2 separate regions of the Mus musculus genome follow, and region 1 is linked to region 2. The links are chromatin contacts, called in public Hi-C maps. All regions are on one chromosome and are shown on one strand. The core of a region is the stretch at or near the end of the contact, and the rest is flanking DNA. Distances in the headings are between cores, read along the strand shown. Region 1 holds the start of Capn10 (calpain 10). Region 2 holds the start of Eif4e2 (eukaryotic translation initiation factor 4E member 2).

The links. A called contact is a pair of places that touch in the nucleus more often than the background predicts.
Region 1: a contact with region 2 is called in a Hi-C map of CD8 T cells, with 5 times the contacts expected there. The contact joins the promoter of Capn10 here to the promoter of Eif4e2 in region 2. A contact is called at or near these places in 1 of 39 promoter capture datasets (pre-B cells) and 1 of 484 Hi-C or Micro-C datasets (CD8 T cells).

Annotation. Positions count from the first base shown.
Region 1 is chr1:92,933,002-92,936,927 of GRCm38.p6, reverse strand. Capn10 (calpain 10) reads right to left here and starts at 2,520. Exons shown (of 12, transcript NM_011796.2): 1 at 1,914-2,520. The coding sequence starts at 2,054. It overlaps 9430060I03Rik (RIKEN cDNA 9430060I03 gene), which reads left to right. Exons shown (of 2, transcript NR_015525.1): 2 at 1,825-3,402.
Region 2 is chr1:87,212,632-87,216,569 of GRCm38.p6, reverse strand. It overlaps Eif4e2 (eukaryotic translation initiation factor 4E member 2), which reads right to left and starts at 2,656. Exons shown (of 7, transcript NM_001039170.1): 1 at 2,551-2,656. The coding sequence starts at 2,570.

The sequences.
Region 1 (3,926 bases), core at 1,271-3,770, 5.7 Mb before region 2:
ACCTGGACAAGGGAGGAAAGCCAGGCGCTGCTTAGGACCACCACCCATCTATCACTCTGGCCAGGAAGCAAGAACTCATTCTTTTTTTTTTTTTTCCAATCTATCTATATACATCATATGTGTTTGCCTGTGACACAGGGCGAATATGGAGGGCAGAGGCCAACTTACTGCAATGAGTTTTCTCTTTCCACCATGTGGGTCCCAGGGTCCACACTTAGGTCATTACCCTTGTTAGTAAATAATTTACCTTCTGCTCAGCAAGCAGCAGGGCCATTTCAATAGCCCAGGAAATCACTCTCATCCCTGCTCTGGCTTCTACTTCAAACAGCGGACCCTTCTAAAGCATTCACAACGCTGTCTACTGCAAAGCCCACCCACCCAGCTGTCAGGCTAACCTGAAAGTCAACATTGACTTCTAGCACCACTGAAAGGGCAGCCCCCATCTTGCCCTGTTCATCATCTCCCTCCCAGGAGTGAGCTGCTTCCCCATTGTTCTTCTGTCTTGTTTCCCACGGTTGCTACAATTACAAATAGATACACTCACATGGCTACAATAGAATAGTAAGTGTTGAAAAGAACAAAAAGACACTATACTGTGTCCTAGTCACCAAAGAGCAGTTCCAACAAACTCACTCCTTAATTGAGTCTCTCCTGACACCTAAAACATTTCACCTATTTGTATAGTGTGTGTGAGTGTTTTGCTTGAATCTGTGTCTAGTGTCCATGTGCCTGTAGTGCCTTCAGAGGCCAGAAGAGAGCACTGGATTCCCCTCAGACGGGACATGAGCCACTATATGAAATCCATTTTTTTTAAAAAAAAAATATTTTTATTCACTTTATAACCTAATATCAGCCCTTCCTCCCCTCCCAGTACCCCTCACGAAAGTCCTCTCCCTACTCAACATTCCTCTTCTGAGAAGGGGAAGCCCCACTCTGGGTGCCACACCTCCCCAACACACACACAATCACTACCCACCCCTGCACATCAAGTCACTGTAGGACTAGGCACATCTTCTGAAACCCCCTGTTTAAAGTAAAAACAAAACCTAAACTCCAAGGGCATGGCCAACAGGGCTCTTTCTTTCCCTTGCCTCTCAGTGTTGCTCAAGAAAGCCAGGATGCTTATCAACACCACTGTGCCAAGCAGGCAGCACAAGGCCTGGAACCCTGCCAGCTGTCACTGTTAGCACTACATGCATGTGGGACAGGCTGTCCCCCAGTAGTCTTTCTGCTGATAAGCCACGTCTAAAAAACACCAACAAAAACACTAGGCTTGAACAATCCATCCATTTAAGCTGCAACAAGGCAAAAAAAAAAAAAAAAAAAAAAAAAAAAAACCAACCAAAAAAACCAAAAAAACCAAAGCCCTCCTACCACAGCCCTTTCTGGCTATGAGGGGTAACACTGTTGTGAGTTGCATGCATGGACGCTAAAATAACAATACATAGTTCCACCTGCCTGTGCCATTTAAGGGAGCCCTGAAAAGCAGCTCCTTAGGTTTTCCCAGTTGTTAAGCACAACGCTCCCCGTGTTCTGTGCTACCTTTTGGTGTTCATACCCTAAAGCTACTAGAAGAAATGTAGAGCAAAGTGCAAAGCCAAGAAAGATTGCGCTGAATTACACCCGACAAAACTTAGGTGGTGGGATGGTGCTGGAAATACTGCTTCTAATCCCTTAATATCAAAACAGCTCCCTACTACCTGACTTTGGGTAGGAGTGTATTTTAGTAGAAACCCCAAGATAACATCTAAAAGACAAGCCTTTCGATTGCTTCTGTCCTCCTCATTTGAATTCTCAGGGCTGGCTATCACCTTTTCTGAATAGGCTTGAAGGCGAGGTCCTGCTAACCCCGGGGTCCATCTCCGTGAGAAACATATCCACAACACCCGCCCAGGCAAGAGACCCTGCTGCACCTGGGGTCGTCTCCAAGTGATGTCCTCCCGAAACTGGGCCAGAGGCGTGGACAAGTTGTAAAAGAGCGAGGAGTCCGAGGCGGGGAATGCCGCGTCCCGGAAGAGCTCCCGCGCCGGCGTCTCGGCCCGGACCGCCCGCATCTTCGGCGCCCTGGGCTCCCATCTGCGGCCCGTGGACTCGGTCGCCGCCCGGGAGCGAGTGCGCGGCCTTCACTGCAAACCGTGTTTGCTTAGCCCGGGAGACCTACTGGTGCAGAGCAGCCTAGCGCCGCAAGCTCCGTTGTCTAGGTAACCCGGCTGGAGCCAACCAGGAGCCGTGCTTGCGTCATATGACAGAGCTGCCTAATCACGCACGAGCTGCAGCGCAGAACCGTGCAGGACTGGTAGGTTCTGCTCTCGCACGAGGGCGTGGTCCCCGCGTTTCTAACTGGGCAGTGCTAGCCTGATGTCCGTATGCTTTAGTGCTCGGGACAACGCAGCTGTAGCCACTTGAAATCGAAGTCTCAGTGACCACAGGAAGCTGAAAAGTCACTTTGGTTTAGATCGCTTTGTCAATGCTATCCCAGCATGCAGCGCCGTTCCCAGCATACGTCGCTGATCACAGGCGTTGTCTACTTCCCAGCGTGCTTCGCTCCTTCCGGTGTGAGGCAGGAACTTGGCAAAGCGGTGGTTCCTCCCTGTCTTCTGAAAGAGCCAGTGAGGAAGTGGCTCAGCGAATCGCGTTGTTATCCTTCCGTCGCGGTGGTGGTTGCGTTGTTCTGGGGAGGCAGAGGTGTCACTGGGGTTGAAACTTGCCGGGGTCGGGCATTTGTCTCAAAACGATTGGGCTTCAGACGCTCTGGATCCTAAGCGGCCAGGGAATGCGGCTGGAGCATTCCTTGAAGCCTTAAATGGCCTGGCTATGGTTTTGTAGACTGGATGGTGACCAGGACGTGGACTTGCGGCTCCACGATTATTCGATGCCATGAGGAGGTCAGGGACAGGACACTCTCCTTCTGGTGCCTACTCTTCCAGGTCCCAGGAAGGACACAAATCAGCCAAGGACTGTTCTCTGTGTCTTCTCCAAATGTATTTCATCAAGACTAGAAGCTTCATAGACAGGAAGGGAGACGACGAGGCTTCACACCTTGTAGACTGCAGTTTGCCACCTATTAGGGCTGCTCTGATATTTTTTCCCTCCTCTGGGCCCCTTTTTCTCAGTCTTGGATAAAAGGTAGTCAGAGGAAATGCGGTTTGTGCAGTTAAGTAGATCAAGTACCCGTTGCCTAAAGAGGAACAACCAGGCCAAGCTTTTACCCATAACCTGCTGCTTCAGAGTCTAGACAGTTGCTCCTTCTCCCAGTGAGAGGCTGGGCTGCTCCTGCATCAGCAGCAATTACTGCTGTGGCATGACACAGTTACCTTGGCTCCACTAGGCTTCAGCGCCATGATTTGAGGTGCAAGACACTTAACTCTTTATTGAGGTTATTTAAAAAAAAAAAAAAAAAAAAAAAAGGAGTAGCCACATAGCCCAACATCTCTTTGGGATGCTTTTTCATTTAGTACTTAATTTCGACTCAGGGGACTGACTGGTGGGCTGAAAGCTGCACTATAGTTGAATCATTAAGAGCCTGGACTCGGTTTTCCAGGAAGTCTTGAGTAATTGTGACAAGTTATCCGCGACTCAAGAGTTATGCAAACTGGTTCACCCCCAGAAGTCTCATATGAGTGGTTAGCTCAGGAGAACGGCTCCTGAAGGCCGCATCCATATCCAGGGCTGGGCCACGGGCAGAGCCTGACCTCCAGAATCTGGAAGGAAAAGCTGCTTAGTGTTACCGTTGCTGTGACGAAACATCATGACCAAAGCAACTTGGGGAGGAAAGGGTTTATTCTGCTCACCTATGGCGCTTTCCATAAGGAGGGGCGCTATTTCCTGGCTCCTTTCCTGCTTTCTTATAGAACCAGGACCAGAGATGGTGCCACTTACAATGGGCTGGCCCTCCCCCATTGATCACCAATTAGGAAAATGCCTTG
Region 2 (3,938 bases), core at 1,407-3,906:
CAGGGTTTTCACAAGAAAATCTGAAATGACAAAACCAAAACCAGGGACAAGGGTACCATTTTAATTGCTAATTTCAAATAAAAGCAAGCTTTTATTTTTGTCCTTTATTGCAAAGTTAGAAGACAGGTGGGGTTGAAGAGATAACTCAACAGTTAAAAGTACTAACCGCTCTTCCAAGTCCTAAGTTCAATGTGAGCAATCACATGGTAGCTCACAACCATGTGTAATGAGATCTAATGGCCTCTTCTGGTATGTCTGAGGACAGTGACAGTGTCTCATATACAAAATAAATAATTGAAAAAAAGAAGAAGAAGGAGGAAGAGGGCATTAAAAGACCCTACTCTTTACAACAGCTCATAGTTATAAACAATTAAACCACCCAGCAAATGTTGATAAAGACACTTGAACAAAGTAGAAGAGTGAGCCTGAGCTGGCCCTTTAGGCTATCTTGCACTAGTTACTTAACCTTGAAAAGCCTCATTTTCCTTAACTATCAGAAAACATGCCAAGATCTCTTTTGCAGAGTTATTAGGAAGAAGCTAGTGGGAAATAGAGAGGAATATAATACATGCAATAGGGACTTGGGGGACAGCTAGAAGAAAAAAAGCGAGCTAGAGAGGGACCACAGCGAGTCCAGTGGGGGCAGGGAAGAAGGAGAACAAAGTAATGGCCTGAGTATGAAGGTGTCCTAATAGAACCTGCTACTTTCTATGCTAACCTAAAAAGTTAGGAAACAAATCCACAGGGATGCCTCTGGGTGGCTGCAGTGGCTAGACTAAGAATGACCACCATAGGCTCATATATTTGAATGCTTAGTCACCAGGGAGCAGAACTGCTAGGAAGGATTAGGAGGTGTGTGGCCTTGTTAGTTAAATAAATAAGTAAAAAAGAAAAAGAAAAAACTTGTCATAAGAGTTGCCCGGCCGGGCAGTGGTGACACACACCTTTAATCCCAGCACTCGGGAGGCAGAGGCAGGCGGATTTCTCTGAGTTCAAGGCCAGCCTGGTCTACAGAGTGAGTTCCAGGACAGCCAGGGCTACACAGAGAAACCCTGTCTCAGACCCCACCCCCACCCCCCAAAAACAACAACAACAAAAAAACAGTTGCCTGGTCATGGCATCTCTTCAACAGCAACAGAACAGTGACGACGACAGTGGCCAACATAACCATCCTTATTCAAGACAGGCAACCTAAAAACTATCTTCTTAGGATGCAGTTTGATTTGTTCCAATAGGAGAAGAAGGGAGGAAGGGCTGCAGGTATGAAGCTAGGTATTGCAGGGCCTATGACAGGAGACCAATGGATCTCTATCCTGCTGGACTCTGCTAATAAGCAAGGTGGAGAAGACATCAGGTCTTTTCTCAAGAAGCAGAGCTCACTCAGCCACCATGAAAACCTAAGGAAGAGCTGGCTGTACAACTGGAATCCCCATCCCAGTACTTCCTGAGTCTGCACCTCTGAACTCACTGTATTGAAAACCTGCAGCTTCACCACCTATCAGTGAGTCCACTTTCCCTTCACAGCTCATGCTCAGCATTTTACACAGTACCTCTAAGTATTGCAGAGCGTGATGTGGTCCTTCCGGTCCTAACCACTACAGAGGTGAGATCGATGGCTCAGACTGGAGGACTTTTGTACTGTCAAACAGCTGGTGGGCTTAAAACTAAAAATGTAGGCCTTTGAATGATAAACCAGATTTGATCACTACAAACCATAGAGAGGAGGGAGCACTGCAATCTACCCAGGGATACAATTCTTGTGAAACACTAACTTAAGTGGGGCTAGATGAAAACGAAAATTACTTTTAAATGCTAAAAGATTTAATCGTTAGGAGGGGAATGTTCTCACCCCCCCATCCCCCACCCCAACACATATTTCTTCTCTGTACTTCCCAACTGTTCGCTGCGGGAATTGGAGATGAATGCAGGGGTGGGCAGCCACTAAGAGTTGAAAGACAGGGACGGGGTGGGGGATGAAGGGAGGGTGGTGGTCGGGGAGGAAGCAGGAAGAATCTCAGATGAAAAGCATTCCGTACTCGAGAGGCCACAGTACTCAGCGCGGCTGCCCCATTACCTCATCGCAGCTGCCCAACTCTACGACACGGGCTCTGTTACCGTCCCCGCTTGCAGAAGACAAAATCGAGGCTCGGAAGGGAGAGGTGACCTTCCCAGGACGCCGAGCGAGTGCGGGAGGGAAGCCGCGTTCAGAGAGAAGGCAGCAAGGCTGCGGAAACACCCGAAGCGCTGAGGTCCCGCCCCTCCACGCCGCCGGCAGCCCGCACCCACCAGGGCGGGGCGTCCGAAAATCTCCTTCCGGGCGGCGCGGCCTCCCCTCCCCCGGCCCGTGCCGCGCCGGGGTCCAGCGGCTCAGGGGTCCCGGCGACCTCGGCCGCGCTCTCCCGGCCCCGTCGGGCCCGCGGGCGCAGGAAGGCTCGGGCTGCGGCGGCCCGGGAGCGAGCGGCTCGGCTGAGGGCGCGCCCGGCCCCGGCGGGAGCGGTCCCGGGGGACGGTTGGGGGAAGGGGCCCCGGGGTCGGCCACGCGCCACTCACGCGTCGAACTTGTTGTTCATCCTCTTGCCGCCGCTGTCGCCACTGCCTCACGGAGTGACTTCCGCTCTACCGGGTCCCATCGCTAAGGGCCCGGCTACTTCCGGTTGGCTGGCGAGGCGCTCAGCGGAACGTCAGTGCTCAGGCCTTGGGCGGGGCCTCTTTCCCGGACGGGTGGCCCGGGACGACAGCGCTTGTTCCGACCGGGGCTGTCTTGGTGTGGCTGCTTGCACTGAGCATTGTCTACGCAGGCTGCCGGCCATCCACTTTAACCTCCCCGTGGATTCCAGGGGGAAAATGTCAGGCATAGTAACCTTTAGTAAATGGTATTCTCTGGCAGTTGATCCTTTGCTCTTGGTGTTTGGAGAGGACGAGAGAGCACTACAAACAAACTTGCAATTCTGGCTCTTGGGAAATGGCAGCAGGAAGATCCAGACCTGCCTAACCAACATAGTGAGTTCGAGGACAGCCTGGGATACATTAAGACCTTCCCTATATATTGGGTGAAGTGGGGGGTGGGGGGAGTCGAACCAGGGTGACAAACTTACTGAGGACCGAGATGGTCTCACTCATCATTGCCTCCTCAACTGAAGTCATTGTCCCCACACTCCTAAGGACTGTCCAAAACCACATCACATACACAGGAATAAATTCCCTAGTTGGTGATGTAACTCCAGAGCTATGAGGCACGCATTTTCCTGACCCATCTGCTGAACATATTACATTGTTAGATGTTTATTTTTAATCACCAGAGAGGAGGGGTAGAAATTGATGTTCGTGCCTGTATTTACAGGTGAGGAAAGTGTCCCAGGACTGGCCCGTGGTTGTCCCCTGGTCACTCAGCAAGGTCACGCTTTTTCTCCTCAGGAAGACCTCAGGGGATCATCCTATTGCCTGGCATGTAAGGGAGGCTGAGGAAGCTCTCCTGTCACACCCAGCCCAGTGGCTTTGGGCCTAGCCTTGCAAGTACTCTGGCTTTTGAGAAGAGAGAGGACGAAAGGAATTTGCAGGGCTAGGAGTCTTTCTTACAGTGTCTGAGATTGGATCAGAGATGGAAATTTGAACCCTATAAAGGAGTGTTCTAGAGAGTTCCTCTTACTCTGGACCCCAGCTTGCTCATGTGAAATGTGGGTCAGGTGAACAGGGCCTTTTTTTTTTTTTTCCGAGACACGGTTTCTCTGTGTAGCCCTGGCTGTCCTGGAACTCACTCTGTAGACCAGGCTGGCCTCGAACTCAGAAATTCACCTGCCTCTGCCTCCCAAGTGCTGGGATTAAAGGCGTGTGCCACCACTGCCTGGCTTTGTTTGTTTTTTATTTTATTTTATTTTATTTTATTTTGAACAGTGCCTCTTGACTATCCATACTGTGAAGAATTTCTAACAATGGGGGGG